Linked DNA regions of Zea mays: regions 1, 3, 4 and 5 are each linked to region 2. The links are chromatin contacts, called in public Hi-C maps. All regions are on one chromosome and are shown on one strand. Each heading gives the region's core, a stretch centred on a gene start, on an enhancer-like site or on the middle of the called end of the contact. The rest is flanking DNA. Distances are from core to core; before and after follow the strand shown.

The links. Hi-C and Micro-C count contacts between places; a contact is called where the count stands out from the background.
Region 1: a Hi-C map of tassel shows a contact between it and region 2, with 4 times the contacts expected there. The contact joins the promoter of LOC103650051 here to the promoter of LOC100280710 in region 2. A contact is called at or near these places in 3 of 25 Hi-C or Micro-C datasets (bundle sheath, ear and tassel).
Region 3: a Hi-C map of leaf shows a contact between it and region 2, with 9 times the contacts expected there. The contact joins the promoter of LOC100273935 here to the promoter of LOC100280710 in region 2. A contact is called at or near these places in 2 of 25 Hi-C or Micro-C datasets (leaf and leaf mesophyll).
Region 4: a Hi-C map of ear shows a contact between it and region 2, with 3 times the contacts expected there. The contact joins the promoter of LOC103650050 here to the promoter of LOC100280710 in region 2. A contact is called at or near these places in 5 of 25 Hi-C or Micro-C datasets (bundle sheath, ear, leaf and 2 more).
Region 5: a Hi-C map of bundle sheath shows a contact between it and region 2, with 4 times the contacts expected there. The contact joins the promoter of LOC100274253 here to the promoter of LOC100280710 in region 2. A contact is called at or near these places in 16 of 25 Hi-C or Micro-C datasets (bundle sheath, ear, endosperm and 6 more) and 1 of 3 datasets of contacts at active chromatin or transcription factors (leaf).

Annotation. Positions count from the first base shown.
Region 1 is chr3:49,359,422-49,362,121 of Zm-B73-REFERENCE-NAM-5.0, forward strand. It overlaps LOC103650051 (putative ribonuclease H protein At1g65750), which reads left to right and starts at 1,285. Exons shown (of 5, transcript XR_004857128.1): 1 at 1,285-2,513; 2 at 2,607-2,700.
Region 2 is chr3:48,923,291-48,925,990 of Zm-B73-REFERENCE-NAM-5.0, forward strand. It overlaps LOC100280710, which reads right to left and starts at 1,416. Exons shown (of 3, transcript NM_001153629.2): 1 at 976-1,416; 2 at 682-811; 3 at 1-564. The coding sequence starts at 1,108.
Region 3 is chr3:48,515,595-48,518,294 of Zm-B73-REFERENCE-NAM-5.0, forward strand. It overlaps LOC100273935 (rhicadhesin receptor), which reads right to left and starts at 1,270. Exons shown (of 2, transcript NM_001148327.2): 1 at 787-1,270; 2 at 1-633. The coding sequence starts at 907. The coding sequence ends at 98.
Region 4 is chr3:48,538,214-48,540,913 of Zm-B73-REFERENCE-NAM-5.0, forward strand. LOC103650050 reads left to right here and starts at 1,411. Exons shown (of 2, transcript XM_008675718.4): 1 at 1,411-1,752; 2 at 1,755-2,245. The coding sequence starts at 1,711. The coding sequence ends at 1,985.
Region 5 is chr3:49,222,627-49,225,352 of Zm-B73-REFERENCE-NAM-5.0, forward strand. It overlaps LOC100274253, which reads left to right and starts at 1,393. Exons shown (of 8, transcript NM_001148619.1): 1 at 1,393-1,746; 2 at 1,849-1,911; 3 at 2,003-2,164; 4 at 2,246-2,428; 5 at 2,523-2,653. The coding sequence starts at 1,534.

The DNA of each region.
Region 1 (2,700 bases), core at 35-2,534, 440 kb after region 2:
TATATGATCTTCCGATAGTAACCTCAGCGCCTAGAATTGATCAAATAGATGCAACTCGGCTGTGATGACGTTGGGGATGACATGGAGTGGCCCATTGACGGCGGGGGGCACGTTGCCCATCTGGTTGTAGCTGAACACCCCGTGAGTGACGTTGAAGTACTCGGCGAACTTGAGGGGGGTCTCGGTGTCCCTGTGGGAGATGTCGTTGAAGCCATAGTGGAGCTTGCCGTCGATGTGGCCACGGGAGACCATGACCTTGATGGTGCGGGTGATGTTGATCTGGTCATAGTGGTAGGAGCCCTGCAGGTTGGGGCGTGCGACACTGGCCGTCAGGTTCCATCGGAACGACCTGGCCTGGTTGATGGACCAGGCCCAGTCGCCCAGCCGGCCGGCGGCTCGGTCATGTTGGGCGTCGGCGAGGCTCCGCTGGAGCCGGCGTAGCGGATGAGGGTGGAGGCGGACTTGGCGACGTGGATGAACAGCGTGCAGGCCACCATGTAGTAGTCGTCGGGCGCCTAGTCAGCGTCGACCAGCACGGAGAGGCAGTGGACGACGTGCACGTCCAGCGAGTCGTACACGTCCTGCAAGGTGTGGGAGCCCTGTGCCGTTGTCGATGACAATGGCCGGGCGTGCGGCGGCGTCCATGGCTGGCAGGTCCGCCGAGTCCCCCCCGGATCATGCCTCCGCTGCCGCCGACGTCGCCGGAGGGGCCAGAATGCGGGGCATCGGGGTCCGCTGCGATCGAGGCCTCGCTCCCCTGGGACGCCTGATTTGAGACGAGCCGAGGCGGGCGGTCGTGGGTGGCCGGCGGCGGGCTAGGGTCAGTCCGATTGATTAGGGATCGTGGCGAGCGGGTGTGCTGTGCGCGGCGCGTGGGTGTGGCGATGGGGAGGAGACCTCACGAGTTGATTTGGTTGACGGGGGAAGCCGGAAGGAAGGAACCAGCCAGCCGGGGCAGCAATCCGGGGCGGAGGACGCGCCTTGCATGGAGATCGGGCTGTCGCGGACGGATTCGCCTTCCATGGAGAGCGTGGGCGAGGATCGAGAGCTGGGGCGGCGATCTAGGCGAATTTCTGGGGAGCCGGGACGGTGATCTGGGGCAAGGCCGCGGGGATTGCGGGAGAGAGGAGAGTCGGGCGAGGAGAGTCGGGCGGGGGAAGGGCGTGGAGGCCGCGGAGCAGAGCGCGAGTTTGGGGGCGATGATGGCGGCGGCGGGACGTAGAATCGCTGGAATATCGCGACCGAGATCTGGTAGGCGTCCACACGGCTGCGGGGCGGCTACGGGTTGCGGGGCGGGGCGGCTGCGGGTGGCAGAACATGCCAGTGTGGACGCCTACACTGCTAACATATAGAGTAGTAGAGATAAACCAAATGGCACCTTAATTTGAACGGTTTGAGAGTTGATGGGTTATGGTATCAGGGTGTGAAATCTTGAGAGGCAAATCAGACCAGAACGATAGTTCATAGAGAGATATAGGTTATTTTTTCAAGAAATATTTTGCTGCAATCGACCCTGGGCCCCAAATTCGTCTTGCAACCAGGGCCCAAGTTCAAGGGCGAAGAAGGCCTCCGTCACCCTTGTGTATCTTGTGTAGACTTTGACGAATGACTGATTGCTGGATTGGATATCCACAAAACCAATCACACACGGCAAATGCAATTCCTAGCCCACCTGTGCCGTTCCAGTGGGCCATCCCTAACTCCAAGCCCAACTGCCTTACCTCATCTCGTCGCGTCATTCCTTCCGCCTCCGCCGCACACGCGCTCGCTGGCTCGCTGCTCCGCAACGCCGTGGGGAATGGTCGCAGCTACCGCCATGGCCACCGCTGCGTCTGCGGCCTCACCGCTACTCAATGGGAGCCGAAGGCTGCGCGGCTCCGCCATCGCGGACTCAGGCTACAGCGTACGCTGCGCCGCTGTGGCGGGCGGCTAGGCCGAGGCACCGGCCTCCACCGGCGCGCAGCTGTACGCGGACTGCGTCGTGGTGGGCGGCGGCATCAGTGGCCTCTGCACCGCGCAGGCGCTGTCCAGGCGGCACGGCGTCGGGGACGTGCTTGTCACGGAGGCCCGCGCCCGCTCCGGCGGCAACATCACCCCGGTCGAGCGACCCGAGGAAGGGTACCTTTGAGACTTGGGAGGGAGAAATTTGTGATTGTGTCACTCTCAAGTCTCAATTTTGTTAGGAATAATTGGATCTATACCATTAAAAGATCCAAACTTTAGATATATACCATGGACCACACATGTCATTTACTCATGTGGACTCACATGTAAGTGAGATAGTAATGATATAGATCTAAAGTGGTGATCTTTTAATGGTATGGATCCAAATTTCCCATTTTGTTATTATGTTATTTCATGTTTATGACTGTTGGAACCATTTATGTCTATTATTTGTGAATTAGATGGTATAGCGGTGAAGTCTACAAATCATAATGACAAAATTGTCAATGTCTCGAAAAGAGGAGAGTCCCAACAGCTTCCAGCCATCCGACCCCGTTCTCACCATAGCCGTACGCTCCTCGCTGGCGCCCGGGCGTCTTCTTGTCAGACTCTTGCGGAGGCGTGAAATTGAAATGCTCAATGGATTGTATGCGCGCGCGCAGGTGGACAGCGAGCTGAAGGATGACTTGGTTTTTGGGGACCCGAACGCGCCGCGGTTCGTGCTGTGGGAGGGGAAGCTGAAGCCCGCTCCATCCA
Region 2 (2,700 bases), core at 166-2,665:
GTTGATGTTGAGAGAGTTGATGGCGAAACTGGTGGCATCACAGTGGAAATGGTGCTGCCACTTGTCTCATTGTGGTTAAACCAGAGTGAATTGTTACTAGCACCATTCTTGTTGCCAAATTCATTGCTGTAGCACATGAGCTGTTGGAAAGGGAAATTTGGAACTGGGCCTGCTGTGCGGCAGCCAGTGAGGTTCTCATGACCAGAAACCAGCTGGTCAAGGAACAACTCCTTGGGCGGCACCCTTAGATGTGCGAGGCTAGTAGTTTCTCTGCGATGCTTACCGAGCGCTGGCAGCTGTGGTGATTGTGCTGTCTCGCTGAGAAGAAGATGGCTCGAGTTGCCAAGTGCGCCGCCACTTGAAGGGTCAACATCACTGGACTCAGAGGTCCTCTCGGTACTGGTCGTTGGAGCTGCTTTGCTGCGTTCAACCTCGACAAGGAGCGGCTTGTGGGTGTTGGGGTCAATGCCTTTCTGCCGGAGCTTCTTCTTGATGCTCGAGTTCCAGAGATTCTTAATCTCGTTGTCAGTTCTTCCAGGCAACCTTGTTGCAATCTGAGACCACCTGTCCATGGATGTGGAAAAAAAAAGAAAAAGGCCTGGTTAAAAGAAAGCTTGCTTGGAAGCAATCGGCCTGTGCAAAATTCTGTGTCTGTGATGATTTTGGGCTTAGCTTTTTTACCTGTTCCCCAGTACAGCATGAAGTTCGACGATGAGGTCTTCCTCCTCCTCAGAGAATGCGCCTCTTTTAAGGTCAGGCCTCAGGTAATTTATCCACCTCAGCCTGCAGCTCTTGCCACACCTCTGAAGCCCTGCCACCATTAATTAATTAATTAATCAATCAATTGAGCAGGTACGAGAGGAGGAGTTGGGAGAAAGAAGTAGCCTTGGAGAAGGAGCAGGAAACAGTGGAGATGGACAATTGAGAAGGTAGAGCAAAGCGTGCAGGATTTGATTTTGATTTTGATGGTTGTACCTGCAAGCTTGGGGACAGTGCTCCAGCAGCCATGCCCGTGCTTGGTTATGTGGTTCATGAGCTTCTCATCTTCCTCAGGAGACCAGAGCCCCTTCCTCAGCTTCTGCTTGTAACAGCAGGAGTGCCTCCCCATTGAAAGCAATGCTGAGACTGGAAGCTGCGCTCTGCAATCTGCACAGCCCACACACGGCTCTAGCTTGAGGAGCAGCAGCAGCAGCCAGCAGCACGGGTATCCTTCACAGGTAGCCGCCCTCTGGTTCTAAGAACCCCCTCCTCTTCAACGAATTATTATGGCTCTAGGGCGGGATGATCGTGGAGGAGCTCCTACAGTGGTGGCGTGTGGTAGATAGAGGTGGTGGAGCTTGTGTCGGGTAGGGGAAGAGAACGGCAGCAGCGCTAGTGGCTACTACTGATTACCAGGATTAGGGAGAAGAGAACGGTAGGGTTAAGGGCCACTCTCTTCTCCTTCTTTTAAAGCTCGTGGCTGTGGGAGCGTCTTAGCCTTTCCCTTTGCTTCTCTGTAGAAAACGTGTGTCCTTGTGTCTTATCAGCGCCTCCCCTAGAATTTGTGTCCCTTCATCAACCGTCGGTGGGCTTCAGAGCCCCCCCTGCTGGTACGCTATTACTGCAACGTCACTACCATAAACTACTACAAGGAACTCCCGACAGTTCGTCCTTCCTATATCAAGAAATATTGTTACTTTGTACTCAAGCCAGCTAAGTAAAAAAGATTACACGATTGGGAAAAGGATTGATGCTCAATTTTCTTTTTTGTCTTTTTTTTTTTGGTACTCTGAATGAGTGTGACCTGAAGCAGGGAAACTACACAACCGGGAAAACTTCTCACTCATCAAAACATGTACGCTAGGGTCTCTAGCACCGTCGTCTGTTGTCGCAGAGAGACAACTCTGGGTCACTTGTTACCTGGAGCCAATAATTAGGATGCCGGATCAAAAGCATTTTGCGTTGCAGAGGAACACGGAGCATCTTCCTTTTCCCTCTGTGTCGTGTCGTCCATCCAGCCAGCGAAGCAAATTTTTTTTTCTTTAGGACCCCGAGGGTCTCCAATCAGAAACCTCTTGTCCAATCCCAAAGACGTTCGCAATCAGCCGAGAGAATCGGACCTCCGATCTGTACAGATGATTGCATCGGCTGTGGCTAGAGGTATGTTGGTTGGTTGTTTTTTTTTATGGTTCTGGCGCGAAAACTTCCACGCGATGCCGTGCCTCGGAGACAGGACACACTAGCTAGCTAGGGGTATAATAGTCTGGATGAGGTGCGCCGTGCGCGCGGCTAACCCTAGCTAGCGTTTTGTTTGTTGTATTCCTCCCTCCCCTGCCTGCCTGTCTGCTGGAAGAGGCGTGCGTCCTCCTGGTGTGGTTCATGACGCGATGATTGGAAGATGCAATGCAACGCAACGGGCATCCTCATAGCGCCCCCATGTGCCTGCGGATACCGTTCCGATTAGAAAAAAAGGCAGGACCACGATTATCGTTGATTGAGCGTTTTTTTATAATAATAATAATCATATGGTGATCTGTACAGCTCCTGCTTTTCATTGATGCTCAGAAGCTTCCTTATGCTCTCTCTCTCTCTCTCTCTCTCTCTCTCTCTCTCTCTCTTGTCTCGTCAAGATTTTTCTGGGGGTTTCGTTTCGTTTCGTAGCCTTGCGGGTTTTGCCGGAAGCGAGGCGAACGAATAGGAAATGCGACGCGTGCTTGTTAC
Region 3 (2,700 bases), core at 20-2,519, 410 kb before region 2:
AATGTCTCGAACCAAACCAAGCGAAGACGAACAAATCGAACTGCACACCGCGGGGATTTATTATTGAGAAAATCAAGGGAATGCAGACGTTGGATCTCTACTTGGGCGCGAAGTTGGCCTTGATGTGGTCCACCTCGCCGCTGCTGATGCGGAAGGCCTTGGCGAGGATGTCGGAGGGCACGGGCGGCACGGCGCCGAAGAGCGTCATGGCGATGGCCTGCGTGCCCTGGAGCTGGCTGTTGAAGGCGGCGACGACGGCGGCGGGGCCGTGCCCCCTGTTCTGCTGGAAGTGGACGAGGCCGCGCGGGAAGACGAAGACGTCGCCCTTGGTGACGGTCTTGGTGAAGAGCGCGTTGGCGGTGGTGATGAAGCCGACCTCGAGCGTGCCCTCGAGGACGAAGATGATCTCGGTGGCGCGCGGGTGCGTGTGCGGCGGGTTCTGGCCGCCCGGCGCGTAGTCGATGCGCGCCATGGAGACGCCCAGCGTGTTCACGCCCGGGAACTTCTCCACGTTGGCCGCCGTCACCACGGAGCCCGCCGGGTTGTTGGTGTTGCCCGGGTTCCTCAGCCCGTCGAAGAAGAAGTCGTCCGCCGAAAAGTTCGCCTTGCACGCGAACCCGTTCAGCTTCACCGCTGCACGGACACGACACGCACGTACGGGGTCAGCAGCAAGTCGATTGTTTGTCGCGATACATATAAAAACACAAGAACAAGACCACCAGGACAAGAAGCAGATGATGCCAGGAAGCTAGCTTTATTGAGAAGACCGATCGGGTTTTGACTCACGGGAGGCGTAGTCAGCCGGGCAGACGTCCTGCAGCATGTCGGGGTCACCGGCGAGGGCCGGGGTGGCGAGCGCGAGGACGACGGCGCAGGCCGCGGCGACGTAGAGGTGGACCTTCGCCATGAGCGGTCAGTCAGTGGATGGAGTGCCGCTTCCCTGATCTCTGCACGTTGGCGAGTGATGAGTAGTAGCGTGCTCTCTTGTGTCAGTGATGGAGCTGGGAGCACAGCACACAATGAACCTGTACTTATAGAAGGCAGGGAGATTAGCCAGGCGGCCTAGCTAGCCGACTGGAGCTCTGAAACCACGGGGAAAGCGGCGGCGACGACGGGGGTAGCCGGGTGGGAAAAGAACAAGGACAAGCAAGACGCCAGCTTCCTGGCTGTTAAGATGGGAGCGTCGTCGCCGTTGAGATAGAGTTGTTTATGCAGCGTGGGCGAACTGCTACACATGCATGCCGGGTACTTGGGGCAGCCGAGCTTGGACGCAGTCCTCGGCACGTCGCGGGGTTAATTATTCTGTGCGTGGCAGATGGGCGTCCGTGGCAGTGGGACGACAGCGGCGGATCCAGGGCCACCGTCTCCAGTCCAGGCGTCCAGCTTCGTTCTCTGCCTCCGTTTCGTCATCCGTGCCTGTGCGACAGGCCGGGTTTCTTGCTTCGTTTCGTCCTCGCGTCGCACTCGGTCCTCCCGACCCATAGCCCACCGTCATGGCATTGTGCCATTTGCTTACTCCTTTGCCTTGGATGAACCAACGGTTCCGTTCAGGACTTATTCACTTATTCCTATCTCAGAAGGATTGAATGATATTAGAAAAATTTATGAAAGATTTTAACTCGTTTGAGATTCAAACCTACTCAATTCCATTCAATTCAAATGAATTGAGAACAAATCGAACACGTTTCTAGAAACGGAGAAGAGACAGCGCCCTGATTGCACGGGCCACAGGCGTCGACCCGTGCAGCAGGATGCATGGGCGATTAATCGCACATGGGTTGCAGCTCAAACGGTTGGCTCTTAGCACATGGCATTCGTACCATTTTCAGGAGATTGTTTTAGGATCACGTTGTACAGTGGTGCTGGTAGTAGTCAAGTAGCGGATCCAGAAATCTTCGACAGCCTAGACAAAGATAATATTTATACTGTAAACATATAACTTTACATAATTTTTATCTATATTTAATTATAATTTATTGCTTGTTGCATGTGTATAGATTCATTAGCATTAGTAGAGTAGCTCATCTTTACTATATTAAAGCACTCGTTTCAACGGTCGTCCCGTGTCATATTTTTACAAATAACCCCATATCTATTTTTAACTAAGTCGCTGCAGCCTGGCCCCTTACAATCTCCACGTTCCAAACCACACCTCCACATATAGATGGCCAAACGGGCGGCCCGACGACGCCCCGAGCCGCAGCTTCGTCCCAGGCCAGCGTGACCGTGTCGGGCCGGCCCGTTAGCTCGTCGAGCTATTTGGTTAAATCAGCGTAAAATATTAAAAAGTGATGCAGGAGGTGGTGTTCGAACCCACCCCCTGATGGAAAAAGGGTGGGAGACAATGGATAAAGTTGTCTAACGAGTAGAACATCATGCTCAAGTGTTTTTAATATAGAATACTAGGTAAGTGCCCGTGCGTTGCAACGAAACCATATAATAACACGATAACTTATGTACATATGTGTTATATTGTTATGGGAAAATGTTTCGGAATCCATTTGTGATCCTATCCATACATAAATTTTGTTATTTTAATCTAATAACATACATCTATTCCATGCCACAGATTTTCCTTCTTTGTTCATCCGACCATGGTGCGCTTCCTGCCCCGTTGCCTCATTGTTTTGCGAAGAGTAGACAAAAAGTCACTACTCACATCAGTGCAGCTAGCAACGAAGGCCATGCGCTGCCACAGGG
Region 4 (2,700 bases), core at 161-2,660, 390 kb before region 2:
CATAATAATTTAATGTAATTAAACACCAAAACCCAACAAGGGACCTAGATGCGTTTACATATAATATAACATATAGTAACACTACATAGAGAGCACATATTTTCTATTTTACACACTTTTAAATATTGTTTTAAAACTATTTAACAAATATTAACCTAGCTAAATCTATAATTCAGCATTACATGATCCAATGAGCATGATTTTATTTACTATAACTCAAATATGTAATAGTTAGCGTACCATAAAATTTTCAATATAATTGGACCGCAGAAACTGCATCTATAAACTAATTACATAAAGCATAGATCTAATCTATTCATGTGGAGTTCAACAAGATTGAATTTTCTATGATTTAGTCTGGGTTTTTTAAAGATTTGATCAAAATAAACATAAAGAATAAGGAAACACATATAGAAAATCAGACATATGGTCACGTGCCTGATTTTCAAAGATGAGATAATTTCTATCTGATTTTATATGGGTGAAAAGGCTGACTAACTTCCACGATAGTTGAGAGAGACAAAATAATTATTTTTTGCGCTACACACGGGCTACAAAAGGACACACAACCGTAGCCCAGTTTTACGGGCCGAAAAGAGGAAAAGACAAGGGTAGTCGAGTGGGAAGGAGCCCAACAGGCCATACAAAGGCGTTCACGCAAGTTAACTCCGGAGGCCCACCACTCCCTCTTGATTTCTCCATTTAATCCGATAGGCCAAAACAATCCAAAAAAAAAACCGATATGCGAAGCCAAACCAAAACAAAACTTTGGTGTGCATGCCGGCCGTGTCCGCTCCCTCCGTCCTTGCGCCGGCACCGCCGACGGCGAGACGCGGCGTGCTACGCACGCGCTGTGGCTTGGCGGCCACCGCGACGCCCGCGTCGTCAGTATGTCCGGTTACGGGCACCTGCCGGCGCTCCCCGAGAGACCGAGCGCGTGTGCGTGTTGACAGCCTGCCTGTGTTTCGCTACAGAGAGCCGTGGCCCGTGGATCTGCAGGCCAAAGTGACGAGCAAGTACTTCGACGTAGAGGTGTACATTTGGGCTGGACCTAATGTACGGGCACGAAGCACGAAAAAAAAGTTCGGCCCAAGCACGGCACGACACGAAATTATTTCGGGCCGTGCCGGCCCGGCCCGGCCCGTTGTATACTTGTATCGGGCCGTGCTTGGGCCGACGCCGAGGCCCACAGGCGGGCACGAGCCCGGTCCGTTTAAGCAGATCCGAATTGGCCCGTTTACTGGCACGAAAGGCCCGAAATTCATAGCAGCGCACTCCTGAAATTCTCGTTGTCTGTGTGTCCACGGACGGACGGCGGGACGGGCCTAAAGCGCCGCAACCGCGCGGCCCATTTCCATTAACCTGAAACCCTACGTGCTACGTCCCTGCCCGGCCGCCGTTTTCTCCCGTGTCCCGATCCGCCGATCCCGATTCCCGACTGGCGACTCCCATCCAGCACCGGCCACCGGCATGCTCCATCCATAACCTGTGACTTTTAAGATAGGGAAAGATTAGAAGGAACGGATCGAGTAGGCAGCTTAGCTGTTTGCTTAGACTTTATAGAGACAAAACACTCCCACACCCACAGTCCACAGACTCGCACTGCACTTGTCCAATCCAGGGAGGCTGGGAAGGATCAGGGATCCATCCACCGTTCTGTCTTCTCAGGTCGACAGGAGGCCAAACCAGGTGCGCGCGTCCGTGTCGGCGATGAGTGCGGGCAGGAGCCGGGCGCGGCAGAACGCGATGCGCTCAGGGCCTCAGGGGTGGTGGTGCTGGGCGCCGTGGCCTTCGGCTACCTCTCCTTCCGCGTCGGCTTCAAGCCCTACCTCGACCAGGCTCAGGAGGCCATCGACTCCGCCCGCGACCCCGACCCTGACGCCGCCACCACCGCCGCGAGGGACGCGTCCGACGATCCCGGCGCCGGTTGCCCAGGGGGAGACCTCGGGCCGTCCAAGGACCCCGCCGTCGTACTGCGCGACTGAGGCCCGGTGCGGGCGTTTGGTTGCGCCATTTTTTATTTCGGGCCGCCCATTTAAAGCACGGCATGTTTAGTGAAATATGGGCTGGGCCGTGGGCCGGCACGGCACAGCCCGAATTTAATACTGGGCCGGGCCGGCCCGAAATTAAACGTGCCGAGTTTTTTCGGGTTTGGGCCGGGCCGGGCTGGGCGGCCCGAATGTACAACTATACTTCGACGTGGAGGCCAATGTAAGCAATCTCCTGCGGGTAAAAGCAACTCCAAGAAGGATCCTAAACTAAGGTCAATATTTTTTTAAACCGATTTAATCTATTTAGAAGTGACACAAAACGTGGTTCTCCAACAACAAGCCTCAAATATACTAACTCCGTTATCGAATATTTGTCATCCGCTAGTTTATTTTTGAATTAAACAGGAACAAATACTCGTGCTGCTAGACCAGACCCTACTGCTCACGTGGTGGACGTTTTGTATTATCATCATCATATAGTCTAATGTTCAGTATACAACAAGTGGAGACCTATAGGTTTATCTGCAAAGAATTGCAGCTTCAGACAATGTTCAAAATTAGTAGTGCCTTTTCTCTTTCTTAATGTATCATGTAAACCTCTACTACTTATTAAGTTAGCAATAGTAGTCTGCCTTTTTGTGTTCTGTCATTCTACGATCTCAGCCGTCCAGAAAAAAAATCAAATCATGGCTGCCTAGGATCGAATCTT
Region 5 (2,726 bases), core at 143-2,642, 300 kb after region 2:
GCATTTTCTAATAATTATTTACTGCAGGAAATAATTAATTAAAGTAGAAATTACTACGTAAAAGTAAACATACAACTTTAACTTGTTTAAATTCAACATGAATTTATTTATATAAAATAGGGGGCCTACTCGAGGAGTCTTGCATGGATAGACCGCTGGAAGTATCTGCGTCTGGTTGACTCGTTCACTGGTCAAAGGGAAGTGGGCCCAAATGCCTTTTTTCATGGCACGAACGCATGGAATAGTGCGAACACTTTTTTTTCTCTCGTACGTCCTTATCTCCATGCAGCACAAGAATAGGACTTTTCATCTCCACGACTCCAGGCGCACAAGAATAGGATAGGACTTCTCATCTCCACGAGACCACGACATGCATGACTGGCGGATGTAGCTCCCAGGGCAGTCGGCTCCGGCGCGACTGCAGGCGCGGGCGCTGATCCTGGCGTGACAGCCAGCACGGTTGCCAGGGCCGCACGACTGCTGGCGTGGGTGCGGCTCCTGGCGCGGCCATAGCTCAGGCGCACGGCTTTCGACGTGACGTGAGCATCTCTGATGTGCGGGCGAGCGGTGCAGGTCCGACGCGCGGTCGTGACTCCAAGGCGAGCACGAACTATGGTGCTCGGGGTAGATCGAGAGGAGCCCCACTGGACATGGTGGGCGATGACGAGATTCCACCAACATTAGATTAAAAAAACAATTATACCGTTCGATTGCGTAGAGGAGTAATCGAAGACTGTCGCGTAGGACTGTTCGGCTAGGCCGGGGACCTGCCGGCTTGACGGAGAGTTGATGCAGATCTGATCTCGCAGCAACATCGAGGTAGAGCGTGCTGATAACGTGTTGAGAACTACGTTACCACGGATCACCAGATCCGCTCCATTCCCTCCCATCAGCAGTAGAGACGCAAGAAGCTGTAGAGAATCCGTCTCCCTTCCCATAAGCACGACAGAAGAAACACACGAGACACAGGATATATGGTTGGACCTCTGGCCTCTTTCTGATCTCTGTCTTATGAAGGGGTGTACATGTTCCTTATATAGAGATATGAGACCCCTCAGGGGCAAAGTCGGTATTTGCCCACATAACCCTAACTAGGGTTACTTAACAAGGAGCAAGCCTGTGCTTGGGAAAGTTTGGAAGACGAATTGACGACGCCACGTACGTGTCCCTCTGGCCCGCGAGCCCTCGGAATCAATCGAAGCGAGTGAGCTGCTGGTATGGGCTCGGAGCGGCCCTGGGAACGTTTGGGCTGTAATGACCTGGTTAGAATTTATGGGCTTCTAGGCCTGGTTGAAACTGGGCCAAAAAACGAGGCTGTTTTGATGACTGGTCAGGCACTCAGGCCTTATATACAACCTGGAACGACGGTCACAAACCGAGGCCCAGCAAAATTTCCCCGTTCTTGCTTCCCCTCCGTGTCCACTCTCGATCTTCCCTTCCCCCTCGGCGCCGGTCTCCAAACCCGCTTCCGCAATTCGTACCGCTTCCGGTTCCGGGGGCGGGCGGGCAGCACCGTCTCGGCTCTCGGATACTATGGCTTCCGGCGAGGGGTGGGAGGCGGCGGTGCGGGCGGAGGTGGGCGCCGTTGCCTGGTGGGACGACCTGGACAGCGCCGACCTCCGCGCCAGGTTCAAGGCCTTCACGGGGCAGCGCAGCGACTGGCCTCAGCCCACGGTCCTCTTCTGGAAGGACCTTCTCCTCCGCGTCGCCAGGCGACTCCGCGTCTGCTCCGCCCCTGCCCACCACGTATGCGTCCCGCCCACTGCCGGACTGCCCCACTAACCAACCCACCTGAGCTCTCTTCCTCTCTTCTGAATGTTCTGACGGGGCGACGCCGACAAACTGCAGGTGACGAGCGCTTGGTTCGCGCGCCCCGGGGGGCTCACGCCGCTATGCTTGCCGCAAGTTCTGGTCTGCCCGTCGTACGGCTGTCTCAGATTCTCCAGCTGTTGCGTTAGGTCATGGGAACTGGATTTTGAATTTTTTTTTTGGCATTTTTCAGGAAGAGATGCGTGCGGATGGGGACGTACTGCTGAAATCCGAGCTGATTGATCCATCCTCAACGAACCTGCACCAGCTGGTCAGGAGGGTGAGACTCATGACCATCAGCTCCAGGAAGGCGGTTTGGCAGGAGGATATCCTCGTGTTCAAATTGTTGATTGAGGTACGTGAAATTGCTCGACCCAAGTGTCTTTGTTTGGTAGCATACAGTATTTTTATTTGTTTCTCTGCTAGTTGATTGCAGGAACGAGCTGCCGATATTGCTAGGCAATTGAGTGACTCTCATTGGACATCGACATGTGTTGTCACGATTAGCAAATTCAATAGCTTCTTTGTTGACATGGATGATGCTCATATTGCATTATGTTTTTTGACGCAACATGGGAAAGCTAGGTACCTTTTGGGCAGGAAACAAGACCCTATTGAGGCATGCTCCCTTTTTTCTCGTGCATTATGTTATTCTGCTGAAGCAAGTGCCCACTAGCATGCTGCATTTTGTTCAGTTGGATTCATGCCTGCAGGGTGTCAAGGTTGCACTCACTGCTTCACAAGTTCCTGCTGTATCCAAACTTGACCATGACACCTTGCACTTAGTCTGGACAGAAGAGAAGTTGCAAGAACAGCTTGATGTGCTTGATCGACGATGGGAGATGTAAGTATTTTTCACACTTTGGTCTCTGTTGTTTAAATGTACTCCCTCTGCCCCATTATATCTGTTGTTCTGG